Linked DNA regions of Mus musculus: all the other regions are linked to region 2. A link is a contact called in public Hi-C data. All regions are on one chromosome and are shown on one strand. The core of a region is the stretch at or near the end of the contact, and the rest is flanking DNA. Distances in the headings are between cores, read along the strand shown.

The links. Hi-C and Micro-C count contacts between places; a contact is called where the count stands out from the background.
Region 1: a contact with region 2 is called in a Hi-C map of the N1E-115 cell line, with 5 times the contacts expected there. The contact joins the promoter of Phyh here to the enhancer-like site in region 2. A contact is called at or near these places in 2 of 39 promoter capture datasets (hippocampal neurons and stem cell-derived epiblast-like cells), 4 of 484 Hi-C or Micro-C datasets (the N1E-115 cell line, cerebral cortex and embryonic stem cells) and 1 of 9 other capture datasets (liver).
Region 3: a Hi-C map of the N1E-115 cell line shows a contact between it and region 2, with 2.4 times the contacts expected there. The contact joins two enhancer-like sites. A contact is called at or near these places in 3 of 484 Hi-C or Micro-C datasets (the N1E-115 cell line, cortical neurons and ganglionic eminence).

What each region holds. Positions count from the first base shown.
Region 1 is chr2:4,916,862-4,920,691 of GRCm38.p6, forward strand. It overlaps Phyh (phytanoyl-CoA hydroxylase), which reads left to right and starts at 2,135. Exons shown (of 9, transcript NM_010726.2): 1 at 2,135-2,283. The coding sequence starts at 2,209.
Region 2 is chr2:5,237,251-5,241,090 of GRCm38.p6, forward strand. No RefSeq gene overlaps it. Among named protein-coding and RNA genes, the nearest start is that of Gm23118, 21 kb to the right of the region's middle. Within about 2 kb of position 2,556, at least 13 of the 459 cell types and tissues checked have an H3K27ac peak or open chromatin away from gene starts, as enhancers often do. A contact at or near this core is called in the N1E-115 cell line, where this site is marked.
Region 3 is chr2:5,593,675-5,597,946 of GRCm38.p6, forward strand. All of the region lies in intron 1 of Camk1d (calcium/calmodulin-dependent protein kinase ID), which reads right to left. Among named protein-coding and RNA genes, the nearest start is that of Gm36853, 110 kb to the left of the region's middle. Within about 2 kb of position 2,402, at least 37 of the 459 cell types and tissues checked have an H3K27ac peak or open chromatin away from gene starts, as enhancers often do. A contact at or near this core is called in the N1E-115 cell line, where this site is marked.

The sequences.
Region 1 (3,830 bases), core at 885-3,384, 320 kb before region 2:
CTTTAGAGAAAATCAGGAGAGAGAATCTAGGACTGCAGATATCATCTATCATTCTTTCAGGATTGGCTATGAAATCATTTCCTTTGCTTTATCTGCTTATTATTTTTATTTTTGTTTTATTGTGTGTGATAGCTTACTGTTAGTGTGCTTGCCTCTTATGGGGGATTCTGGGTTCTAAGCTCAGTTACCACAAGACAAACAAACAAACAAACAAAAATACAGGTTAGGAAACGTTACACACAGAGCCAGGAGGAAATTCTATCTTGAGTGCCACAATCTCTCATCCTGTGCTGGTCTTATGTCAGTTTAAGACAGATTAAAGTTAGCTGACAGGAGGGAATCTCAAGGAGAAAACGCCTCAAGAAGGTCCAGATGTTAGGCATTTTCTTAACTAGTGATTGATGGGGAAGGCCCAGGGCATGGTGGGTGGTGCTATCCCTGGGCTGGTGGCCTGGGTTGGTGGTCCTAGGTTCTAGAAGAAAGCAGAGGCTGAACAAGCTATGGAGAACGAGCCCAGTTAAGCAGCACCTGTCATGTTCTCTGCTTCAGCTCCCACCTCCAGGATCTTGCCCTGTTTGAGTTCCTGTCCTGACTTCCTTTAATGAGGAACAGATCAGTAAAAATGTAAGCCGAATGCACCCTTTCCTCTCCAACTTCCTTTTTTGGTCATGGTCATGGCGGCAATAGAAACCCTAAGACAGGCCCCAAAGCCATAATTCTCTCTGTTTTTTAGGGAAACCAGTCATCCTCAGAATGACGGTCTTAATCTTTCAATTCTGCTTGAGGTGACCCAAATTCAGACTAATTTCAGTTTTGTTTTCTTCCTTCTCCCTGCAGTTCCCATTTTGCACCAGGTGAGGGCAGTAAGAACACACCTATTTCCCAAGTGGGGGGTGGGGGGGGAATGCAGTCAGTCCTGCTTTTAAACTGTGGGCTAATTAAGCCGGTCTCTCAGGACATGGTCAGGCTTCCACCAGGTTGCTCAGGCTGGACAGATGAGGTTGGGAGATAAGCAAATGACCAAGCCGGCCCTGGGAGCTTCAGCTAAGCGAATCTCGTCCTAAAGGTCAAGGCACAAAGGGCAAATCTCTGCAACCTGAAAACAGGAAGTAGCCAGCTGGTTACTTGCTTGTCTCTCCTGGACTATGGCACTGTCACCAAATTATCTAATGAAAGCATTTAAGAAACAATAACATGTTTATGGAGTAACTAGAAGCAATCTAGAAGTAACTCTCTTAAGAGACCGAGAGACAAAGAGATTGAGATTATGTGTAGTGGTTGAATTTCAAAGACTTTAGGAAAACAGTTTTGTTTTGTTTTGGGTTTGGTTTGGTTTGGTTTGGTTTGCTTTTTCGAGACAGGGTTTCTCTGTGTAGCCCTGGTGGTCCAGGAACTCACTTTGTAGACCAGGCTGGCCTCGAACTCAGAAATCCCCCTGCCTCCGCCTCCCAAGTGCTGGGATTAAAGAAAACAGTTTTTAGCTACATAAGAAATTTTACATGTTATACTGGCTGGTGAGATACACAGTGGTTAAGGGAGCTTGCTGAACAAACCTGACCATCAGAGTTCGATCCCCAAAACTCAGGTGGTGGAAAGAGACTCAACTTCCCTGAAGATTATTTCTCTGATCTCCACAAACAAGGATGCAAACATACATACATACATACACACACACACACACACACACACACACACACACACCACACCCCATCACCACTACCACCACCACACACAAAAATGTAATGTAAGTTATCCTAGACCGTGTGGATCGCTCTTCTTAAAAACTAACAGCCAAACTTTCTAATATTTTAGGATGAATTCACGCTAAATTTAATGTCTCTTCTGAATAACACAGATGATTTTAATTTTTAGTGGGAGAACTAGTCACATAGATTAGTTGTTCATAGATTAAAACTACCAAGTTAAAAGGGTGGCTCAGATCCCTAACGGCCTCGGGCTGCTCGGCTTGCATCACCCCAGTCGCAAAATTTCGGACCTTGCAGATTAGAACAAAGACACAGCGGCGGGGAGCAAGGACTCCAGACAGCCTAGGCTCGCTCCCTCATCCCCAGCTCCCCAACCCCCAGCCTGGGGGAGGTGGCGCTGTGTCCTGCCCTTGGACAGAACTCCACCCTCTACTAGGAGGCGGGGCCTTGCCGTAAGTTAAGTGTGACCTGGGCGCAGCAGTTTCGTCTGCTGGCCCCCACCATGAATCTTACGCGCGCCGGCGCCCGGCTGCAGGTCCTTCTGGGACACCTCGGCCGACCCTCGGCCCCAACGATTGTATCCTTTGGGCTGTGGAAGGGCTCACAGGCTCGAAGGAGCCTCTCCGCCCTGGTGGTGGCTTCAAGGACATAAGAGAGCCTCTGCGCCGCCATCTCTTCCCTGTCTCCATCCCTAGGGTTCCCGGGTGGAGGCTGCATCCCCAGAGAGCCCTCGTCTTCTGGAAGGGCTCTCTGGTGGGACTTCTCTAGGCAGCATTTTGAGCCTTCAAGAAACCGTGGTTTCTTGCTGGTGTAAAGCGGGAAGCATAAAGCGAAAGGTGACGACGTCATCACAAAGAGGCTTGCCATTTTTTGAGTTGACTTCTGCATCCAGAAACACCAAGGACAGTTGCCCACAGGTGCTTGCCTGTGACCAAGGCCGGCAGAGGCAGGGATTCTCAGAGGTCAGGAGGAGGCGCCAGTCGCCAAAAAGAGAAGGCTCAGGACCCTGTCCAGCAGGTAGCTAGCTGCCCATCTCCACCTGCCCTCTGTCTGTCACCATCCCACTAGCTGTGTAAGCTCCCACTCCAGGGGCCAGGTGTCCCCAGTCTCCTGAGGACTGAACTGGTTCCCGGAAAGCGACTTCAGAAGCGAGTGCCTGGTGATAAATGCTTGTGATCCCCCTGGGAGGTGCAGGTGCAGACTCGAGGGTTGGTTGGTTGGTTGGTTGGTTGGTTGGTTGGTTGGTTGGTTGGTTGGTTTTTCGAGACAGGGTTTCTCTGTATAGCCCTGGCTGTCCTGGAACTCACTTTGTAGACCAGGCTGGCCTCGAACTCAGAAATCCGCCTGCCTCTGCCTCCCAAGTGCTGGGATTAAAGGTTCGTGCCACCACCGTCCGTCCGGCAGACTTGAGGATCTTAATGGCCAGCCATCCTGGCCAAAAGTGACAGACGGTCTAAAAAGCAAAACAAAACACTAAACCAAGGCTTGGAAGCAGTTATGCACACGAACACGTGTGTGTACACACACATCACACACAAACACATACATGCATACACTCAGACTCTTGGGGGATGGGAGGAAGCATCAAACTGTTGGCCCCTCGCCCTAGAAATTGCTAAAAATGAATGGTTTAGGGTTTTCAGTGCCTGCCACCTCCGAGGCTGATCATAATAGTTGTTTATTTGGCCTTCCCTGTTATTCTGCCTGTGGGGCTTTTGGTTTATAAGCAGCGGTGTGCCAGGCTTACCTCAAGCTTAAACTCTACAGGCTAATAATGTAACTTCATTTTACACTGAGAAACTAATGGGGAAAGACCCTGATTAGTGTGTATTGGACTAAAGCAGTGGTTAGACCTGCAGGCCATGTAGGGATGGAATATCACAGTCTGGTTTTTTCTTGGCAGTTGGATGTTTGCTACATTTTGAGAACCTTGGATATACTGGTACTAGATGTATTTGGACTGAAATTGATGCAGTCTCTTCACTACTCTTTGGATCTTATTGGTTGCTTGATTTTTGAGACAGAATCTTATCACGCATCTCTGGCGAGCTGGAATTTGCTATTATAGACTGGATTGGCTTAGAACTCACAGAGACCACCACCTCTGCCTCTTAAGTGCTGGGA
Region 2 (3,840 bases), core at 1,306-3,805:
ACCATAGCTGCCCCCTGGGGACACCTAAGAGCTGCAAAGTAAAGTTGCCTTTCTACCCAGCTTGCAGGCCTGGCTCCCACACTGAGAACAACACAATACCTTCTGCATGGGGGTGATGAGCAGCCAGGACTGAGAACCACTGTGTGGAGGGTCATCTAGGCTATTTGGTTTTAGAACAAACACTTCATCTGGGAGATAATAATTTAGTCCACTGGGTAAGAAATTATCTGGGTATTTGAAGGAGCACTGAGGCTTTCCAAAATGATCTGAGTACATTAGACTGACATATTAGGAGCCCATGCCTATATAGCAAATCACCAGAAACTGAGTCATATATAGGAATGCATATTTACTGCTTCATAGCTACAGTTCAGCGTCTAGGGGCAGCTTACTGGTGCTGCCTGCAAAGGTCTGCCATTGGTTCAAGTCAGGATATGTTCGGAAAGCTTGGTGGGAAGTTCCATTCCAAAGTTTGTGGGACTGTTGGCAGATCTTATCATTTGAGTCTGAAACACTCCCACTCCCCATTGGCTCATATTTTGAACACTTGGTCTCCAGCTGGTAGAAGGTTCTGGAATCTTTGGGAGGTAGAGCCTTGTTGGAAAAGTTGGTCACTGGAAGAAAGTCCTTGGGGAAATATTATCTCTGCTTCCTCCTCTGCCACAATATGAACTGAGATACTGCCTCAAGCCTCTCCCTGACCGGCAGGGACAGACTGAGCCTTCAAGTGTGAGCCACAGTCAGCTCTCCCTCTTTGTTGTTTATGCTGGCGAATTTGATCACAGAAACATGAAAGGAACAAACGCACACAGTTTAATTTCTAAAAGTGTGTTGAACCATAGCCTCACTGGCTAAATAGCTGCCCTCACGCTCTTGCCAGATGGGCCTCCCAAGCATCAAACATGCACGCTTACAGGGCACTAGGAGCATGTACAAACAAGACACAATTTACATCTACAGAGGAAGTGAACACACATCACATTTGCAACACTTCATATTAGAAACAAGTCAACCCCCCCCCCCCACACACACACACTTAACACACAAAGGGATAGCAATACATTCGAGACAAGTAGTGAGGGCATTATCTTAAAATTAGCCTGTTCTAACTGGACTCTAATAACTCATTAGTACAAAAGCGTGTTCTAAAGGAAGGGTGGCAGGTTCCCAGACATGTGGATATCACATCTCTACTATGTCTGTAACACCATAACTAGCTTGGTCACTTTTATGAAGGACAACTGCCACCCCTGAAGATGCCCCAAAGCCATAGGAACACCAAGTCTCTCACTGTTTTCTAGATGCGGTCTAACATCCAAAGGGAAATTGACGAGACTCAGTTGAAAACACAGTGATATTCAGGGTAATAAGTAACTCTCAAGATTCTACTGAGAAAATTCAGTTCATATTCTCTCTCATTCTTTAATCCTGTCTTAGTCAGCTTAGGGGGCTGGCTATCTCACACAAAGCACTACCAAGGTGCCACAAACAGCATTTCTTTCTCATAGTTCTGGAACATAGATGTCTTAGATCAAAGCACTGGTTGATTTGGAAGCTAGTGCCAAATTCACGCGTATTGATTTGAAAAATACTTCCTGGTTTCCTTACCATCCCTCTTCCTTCCTCCCTTCCTCCCTCCCTTCTCTTTTTCAAATTCATTATTATGTGTATATGTTTTTGCCTGCACCACATTCATGCTTGGTACCTATGGAGGCCAGAAGAGGATGCCAGATCCCCTGGAACTGGAGTTAGAGATAGTCATGAGCTGCAATGTGGGTGCTGGGAATCAAACCCAGGTCTTCTGCAAGAGAAGCTAGTGTTCTTAATGGCTGAATCAATTCTTCAGTCCTCAACCTATCTTATCATTGGCTCTCTACAGAATGGATGAGGTTGTCGATCTGTGGTATCATGTGGAACATAAACAGTGGTCTATAGCAACATCTTCTCTGCTGGTTTCCTGAATTTCATGAAGAAATTTCCAGCAGTAGAAAGAATGCTTTATGAACAAAGGACTGTCCTTGTGACATACCACAACAGAGTCTGGAATTTATGTTCTTGTCATCTCTTCTCTGTATCAGTGAGCAGCATGAAACCAAGACTCCAGATGTCCCTTCTTTGTTTCTTTCTGTGAGGCTGTTTAATGTCACTTGTAAATTTAAAACCAATCAGCCAAGCAAACATTTTCATATCTATATTACCTTCAACATGGCCCCTTAAGACATATCAAGGGGGCTGATTTTGTAAAAAACTTTCTCACATGCATCAATCTCTTCCAAATAGGAGTTTTTCCTAAATCCCACGGTCTTTTGCACGCCACATTTAAGTGTTTTCCTTTGTAAGTTTCATTTTGCCCTGGATTCCTCGAGGCAGTTGCATTAGTTGGAGTTAATAACTCAGACCCCAGTGTTTAGCTTGGAAGAGGCAAGCTGTTGCAAATCTCTGGGTTAACCAGCCCTAGGCTATGTGGAAAGTTTTTGTAACAGTTGGTGGGAGGAACCCACCTGGTTCTTCCCCTGCTCCCATTCAGGTAACAACTCACTCAGTGTCCCTGAGGCATAAATCTTTCAGATCCACTCCTTCTGCCTGTTTGCCAAGAACTGTATATCACAGGGGACTTCAGAGAGGAACGCAGCACATCAGTTAGAGAGAAATGCTTTTTTCTTTCTTTTCTTTTGTATTCTCCAAGAACCTTAGTAATTGGAAAGGACATCCATCCTGCTACCATTAGAGACTTTGCTTTGGTGTGTACACATGAGAGGCCATTGTGTGGCGGTCAGAAAACAACCTCAGGTGCTCTTCATCTTTGTTCTTCTCTGTTCTTCTCGTCTCGTCTCGTCTCGTCTCGTCTCGTCTCGTCTCCTCTCCTCTCCTATCCTATCCTATCCTATCCTATCCTCTCTTCTCCTCCTCTCTTCTCTTCCTCTCTCTCTCTCTCCTCTCTCTCTCTCTCTCTCTCTTTCTCTCTCTCTCTCTCTCTCTCCTCCCTCTCCTTACTGTGTTTCTTGATGGCGTGGGACTTGGCAAGTACACTAGCAGGAGAGCTAGTGAGTCCTGGGGATCTGCCCATCCCCCTTCACTGGCTCTTGAATTCCCAGTAAGCAGGAGTATGCCTGAATCGCCACCACCACCACCACCACCACCACCACCACCACCGAGAGTTCTAGAGATCAACTGGTATCCTCATGCTTTCAAGGCAAACACTTTCAAGGCAAACAAGAATTTTCTTGTCCTCTACTATCTCGATCATCAGTAGGAGACAGGGAACCCAGAAGCACCCCCTCCTATTCATGACATGTCTGATCATGACCAATGGCCTCCTTGTGGCATGGAGCATGTCATGAGTTAGGGGAAACTGAGAAGCCAGGACCAAATTTCATCTCAGGAAGAGTACACAGTCGTGGGAAAATCCTACCAACACCATAACTCCTGTCGCATAGAGCCCACTTCTGCTTGAAAACCCTGTGTTGGCTGCAGCTGTACGTTTTCCAACCACACATACCACCGATCAGTTTCCCTCTTTTCTCCTGGAACTCTCAGGGGCTGGATCGCCTGTCCTTTATTTCTGAGGTGGGAGTGGCTGGTTAAAGTGAGAACGCACAAGAGAACTCAGGTGTCTTTCACAAAGTGCCATTCTGGACCTCTGAGAACTATCTGAATTCAACTAATTTAAATAATTTTGGTGTCAGACACCAGGTTGGTACCAGTGAGTTGGACATTCATTTTGTGACTCAAATGCTCAAGGCTTTGGGCTGGGGGATTTGCCAAGTCAGTTTTCCTTACACTGGAGTTGTCTAGCCCACCTTTTGTTGGCTTTTTCTTCTGAAACGTGATAAATGCATC
Region 3 (4,272 bases), core at 1,152-3,651, 360 kb after region 2:
TAGTGGATGCACACACAAACTCCATTTATACTTTCAGCTATTCATGGTAACCTGGGTTGTCTTCACCTTTGGCTGATGTCAATAATGATGTTAACTTGTGGAAGGATAACCTGAGGTACCAAAGAAATATATCCTCATAAGAACAGGCAACTATCTGAAGATTTAGATCAGGATAGAACAACTGCATCTACCGTGAGATGCTTGCTCAATGATGTCTCCATTAAATCCTAGGTTTGGTGAGAGAAACGTGTAGTTCAGGACCAGCTAGCACCTTTCTCAGGCTCCCTGAAAGAAAGCCATGATGAAAACCATTTGGTCTAAGTGGTTTGCTGAGTGGAAGAAATGACCAAGGCAGATGACAAAGTCATAATTGTTGGATATGGTTAGGAGGCACATCTACCTGCACAGGAAGAAGGAGGGATCAAAATGAGCTACTGCCAGAGACAGCCAGAGACAGGTGGGTTTAAAGAGAAGGTGCAGCAGGCAATCCCTAAGAGATGAAGAGTTGGGAATCAAAATAAGATTCCAGAGGAGGGTAAGCCACATGTGAGGAATAACGATGGACAATTTCCTATAAATAGAAACTGGCAAGAAAGCCACGAGCTCTGGGCCTCTGTATAAATCAGAAAAGACTTCCTTTCTCCAGAGTATCACTTGACTGAAGTGTTAAAATGTGTATGTAGTGGCTGGCCATGGATCAACTGGCTATGCCATCTACTTGTTCTCTGCCATTCCTAGAAAGGGGACAATAGGATTTCCTAGGTTTACTGTGAACGAGGTACTGAGACCAATCTTAGATTCGGCTTTCCTCTGCCTCATTAATGGAAACAAAAGAAGAGGCAAAGAGCTGAACATGGAGGCACAAACTTTGATTCCTACCTGCTGAGGCAGGAGGATTATAAGTTCAAGGCATGTCTGAACTTCAGAATGAGTTCATAGACCAGTCTGGGCAAATGGCAAGACCCTGCCTCAAAAAGGTAACGAGAGAGCTGAGTAGACAGTGCAGCACTTGCCTAGCAGGCGTGAGGCCCTAGGTTCAATTCCCAGGACTGCCGAAAACACACGGGGTGGGCCAGCTAGATGGCTAAGCGGGTAATGGTGCCTAATTGCCCAAGTTCAATCCCCACAGCCCATATGTTGGAAGGAGAGAAATGAACTAATTCACCCAACTTGTTCTTTATCCTACAAATGTACTCTGCCATGCAATTGTGCGCGCGCTCGCATACCCCCCACACACATACACACACTAAACAAACAATATCACTTGCTCATTGCTGGGCCACCTCTCTATCCCTCAGGCTAGCCCTTTCCTAAATACAGATTCTCAGCACAGCGATCCATGGAGGACACAATACCATCTGACCTTACAAAGGAAACCTACGTACATATGGGCCACGCCATCAAAGGCTATTTTGGCCTCTTTGTTCCTCTACCAATTCATTAGGTTGAGGAGCACATCTTGTACACAACTCACCCAAACACAGAAACATGACGAAATGGGGCTCTAAAGGATGTCCAAACTGGAGGCCAGCGTGGCATGCTCAGGCAATAGTGACCAGGCTTTCACAACCATTAGAAATCCACCCTGGCCTACCCTTGCAGTCTATAACTGGGTACCCAGTATTCCAACAATCAGACCAATAAATCATTTCCTGTACAGATTGGCTCAGGTAACTTGAAAATGTTCCAGTTTCATAGATATTTAGAGACCAATGAGTACTGTACTAAGAGCTACAAATACAGAGGAAACCCAACGTCGAGTGGATTCCCCCATCCCAGCTCCTCTCTGAGTTTTGGATAGGAATACAAGAAAGGGCCTGGCTCCTTCCACCTCCAGAGTGAAGTCTGCAGAGAATCTGAGTCCTATATTATCCCTTCTCACCACCCACGGCACTCTCAGAAGCAACCAGCATGGTCATAATCCATCTGACATACAAGTAAAACATGAACAAAGACTTGGGAACTTAAGGTGGCTGCCATCTCTACTCACCCAGCATACAGCAAAGCTGGTAATACTCACTGACTCTAATATCTTCTTATCTATGACTCTTAGCCAAAATAATATGTTCAGAAGTGCCCTTCCTATGGGAGGGAACAGTAAGTTTCCAAATACACGCCATACACAGAGAGCTGGGCGGGGAGGATTGAGGTCACTTTCTGTTTGGGATTGGCCCTGCTTGGCCCTGCTTTGCCCTGCATTGTGTTTCTTTGCTTCTGTGCATAATAGAAGATGTCATCTTGGCCTTGATAAAGAGCAAGCGGCGATAACGCCACACAGCCAAGATCTAGCTTTGTCATGAGAGGCATAATTAAATTCTCATAAACCAGACACTACAACTGGCCCATCTGCTTCTCCTCTTAGTCATTCTCTGCTGTACAACCCTGCTGAGCAAGCAGGAAGGGATGGGCATTGCTTGCAATGAACATAGAGATCTTGCTCTATAGACTGTAGGAAAAGTCTCCTCTAAGAAGTGAAGTGTCAGAGACAGAAGTAACAGGGATGATGGTACAGGTAACACTGAGAAGTTGCTAAGCCTTAGTGTTATACACTATAGATTCATGATCTTAAAAATTGCAAAGCAGGATTAATGCTGACAGACAGACAGATATTTTGAAGCTTTGTATGTGCACACACCCCTAGAGCAGGCCACTCACTACAAGCAACTAGCACATCTGTTACTGTTAGACACATACACACACACACACACACACACACACACACACACACATGCCTCAGCAAGTACAGGAAAGCACAAGCCTTGTGGGGCTATTGAAGCTGTAAGATCTCTAACATACATCCATGTCCTACCAGCCGAATGTCCTCAGAAGCAATGTTAACTCTCCTTGAATAAAGCCCATGATCCTAGAGCCCATTATACTATAGTCTCTGCCCTAAGAATTCAGATTATCACTGTAACATTGCCATACAGCAGGAGAGCAAGAAAAAAATGTTCTTTAACCCCTCCCCCAACCTCTGTGTGTGTGTGTGTGTGTGTGTGTGTGTGTGTGTGTGTGTGTGTTAGGAGTCTCCTTCAATCACTCTTCACATTATTTTTTTAAGGAGTATTTCTCACTGAACCTGAAGCCCCAGAATTCCGCTAGACCTGCTGGCTAGCAGGCCCTGGGATCCAACTGTCCCTGGCTCTCACTGCCCGAGGTAAAGACATAGACTGTCACATTCAGTGGTTTAGCTGGGTGCTGGGGATCCAAAGTCAGGTCCTCACGCTTTCTAGCAAGCACTCTGCCTGCGGAGTCAAAGCAATATTCAAACGTGATCGTCCACCTTCTGCTCTGTACTACTGAAGCCCACATCCTAATTCTGCATGGCCGGCCCGGCAGTAACAGGAAGAAGGGAAGCAGAGGCGGCTGAGGAAGCAGCACACTCGGTTAGCTCTGCATGACATGTATTTATTCACACGGTGGAGCCTGCGAGCGAAGGGCTCGGATCTCTGCTTGCTGATGTTCCCACCCATTCTCCCACCAGCCCACTCTGCTTCCACATCCTTGCTCACTTGTGTGCCCCCTTCCCTCCTCTCCTTACCTGCTTTCTCCTCCCTTGATAAAAGTAGCCAGGCTGCCAGACAGCTGTGACACATGCCAACAGGGAACCTGTACTCAGGTGTAAATCCAGCTTCCAGGAGGGGCTTTTTTTTGTTTGTTTCATGCATCTCATTGAATATATTTAAATACATTATATACAGCCCCTGGCTGCAGGAGGCAGAAAGAAAAGCAAGTGCTCTTTCTGAACTCCCAGCAGTAAATAGAGAAGGCACGGGTGTGTGTGTGTGTGTGTGTGTGTGTGTGTGTGTGTGTGTGTATACATGTGTGTGTCTGTGTGTGTCTATGTGTGTCTACGCACACAAAACCACATATGTACATATAAAGATATATACACCCTTATGTACATATATTCATATATACATATGTACTTACATGTATGTATTCATGTAGGTGTACGTATGAGCACATAATACATATACACATACATGTATACATTCACATGTATATACACATGCATGTGTGAGCACACGTACACACACAATTCACTGGGTGGACAACAGTGCAATATGATTAAACATGTACTAAGGGGGGAAATGCATCAATGCTGGTCTTAAGGAACCCTGAGCTGGCACCCAGTTCCTCTCTGAAGGGAAGATGGACTCCAAAGGGGAAAGACTGAAAATGTTGCCACAGAAATGAACAGGATCTCTGATGCCACAAAACTCTAAGTCTGGGCCCAGAGCCACGAAGCCACGGAGTCATGGAGCCACA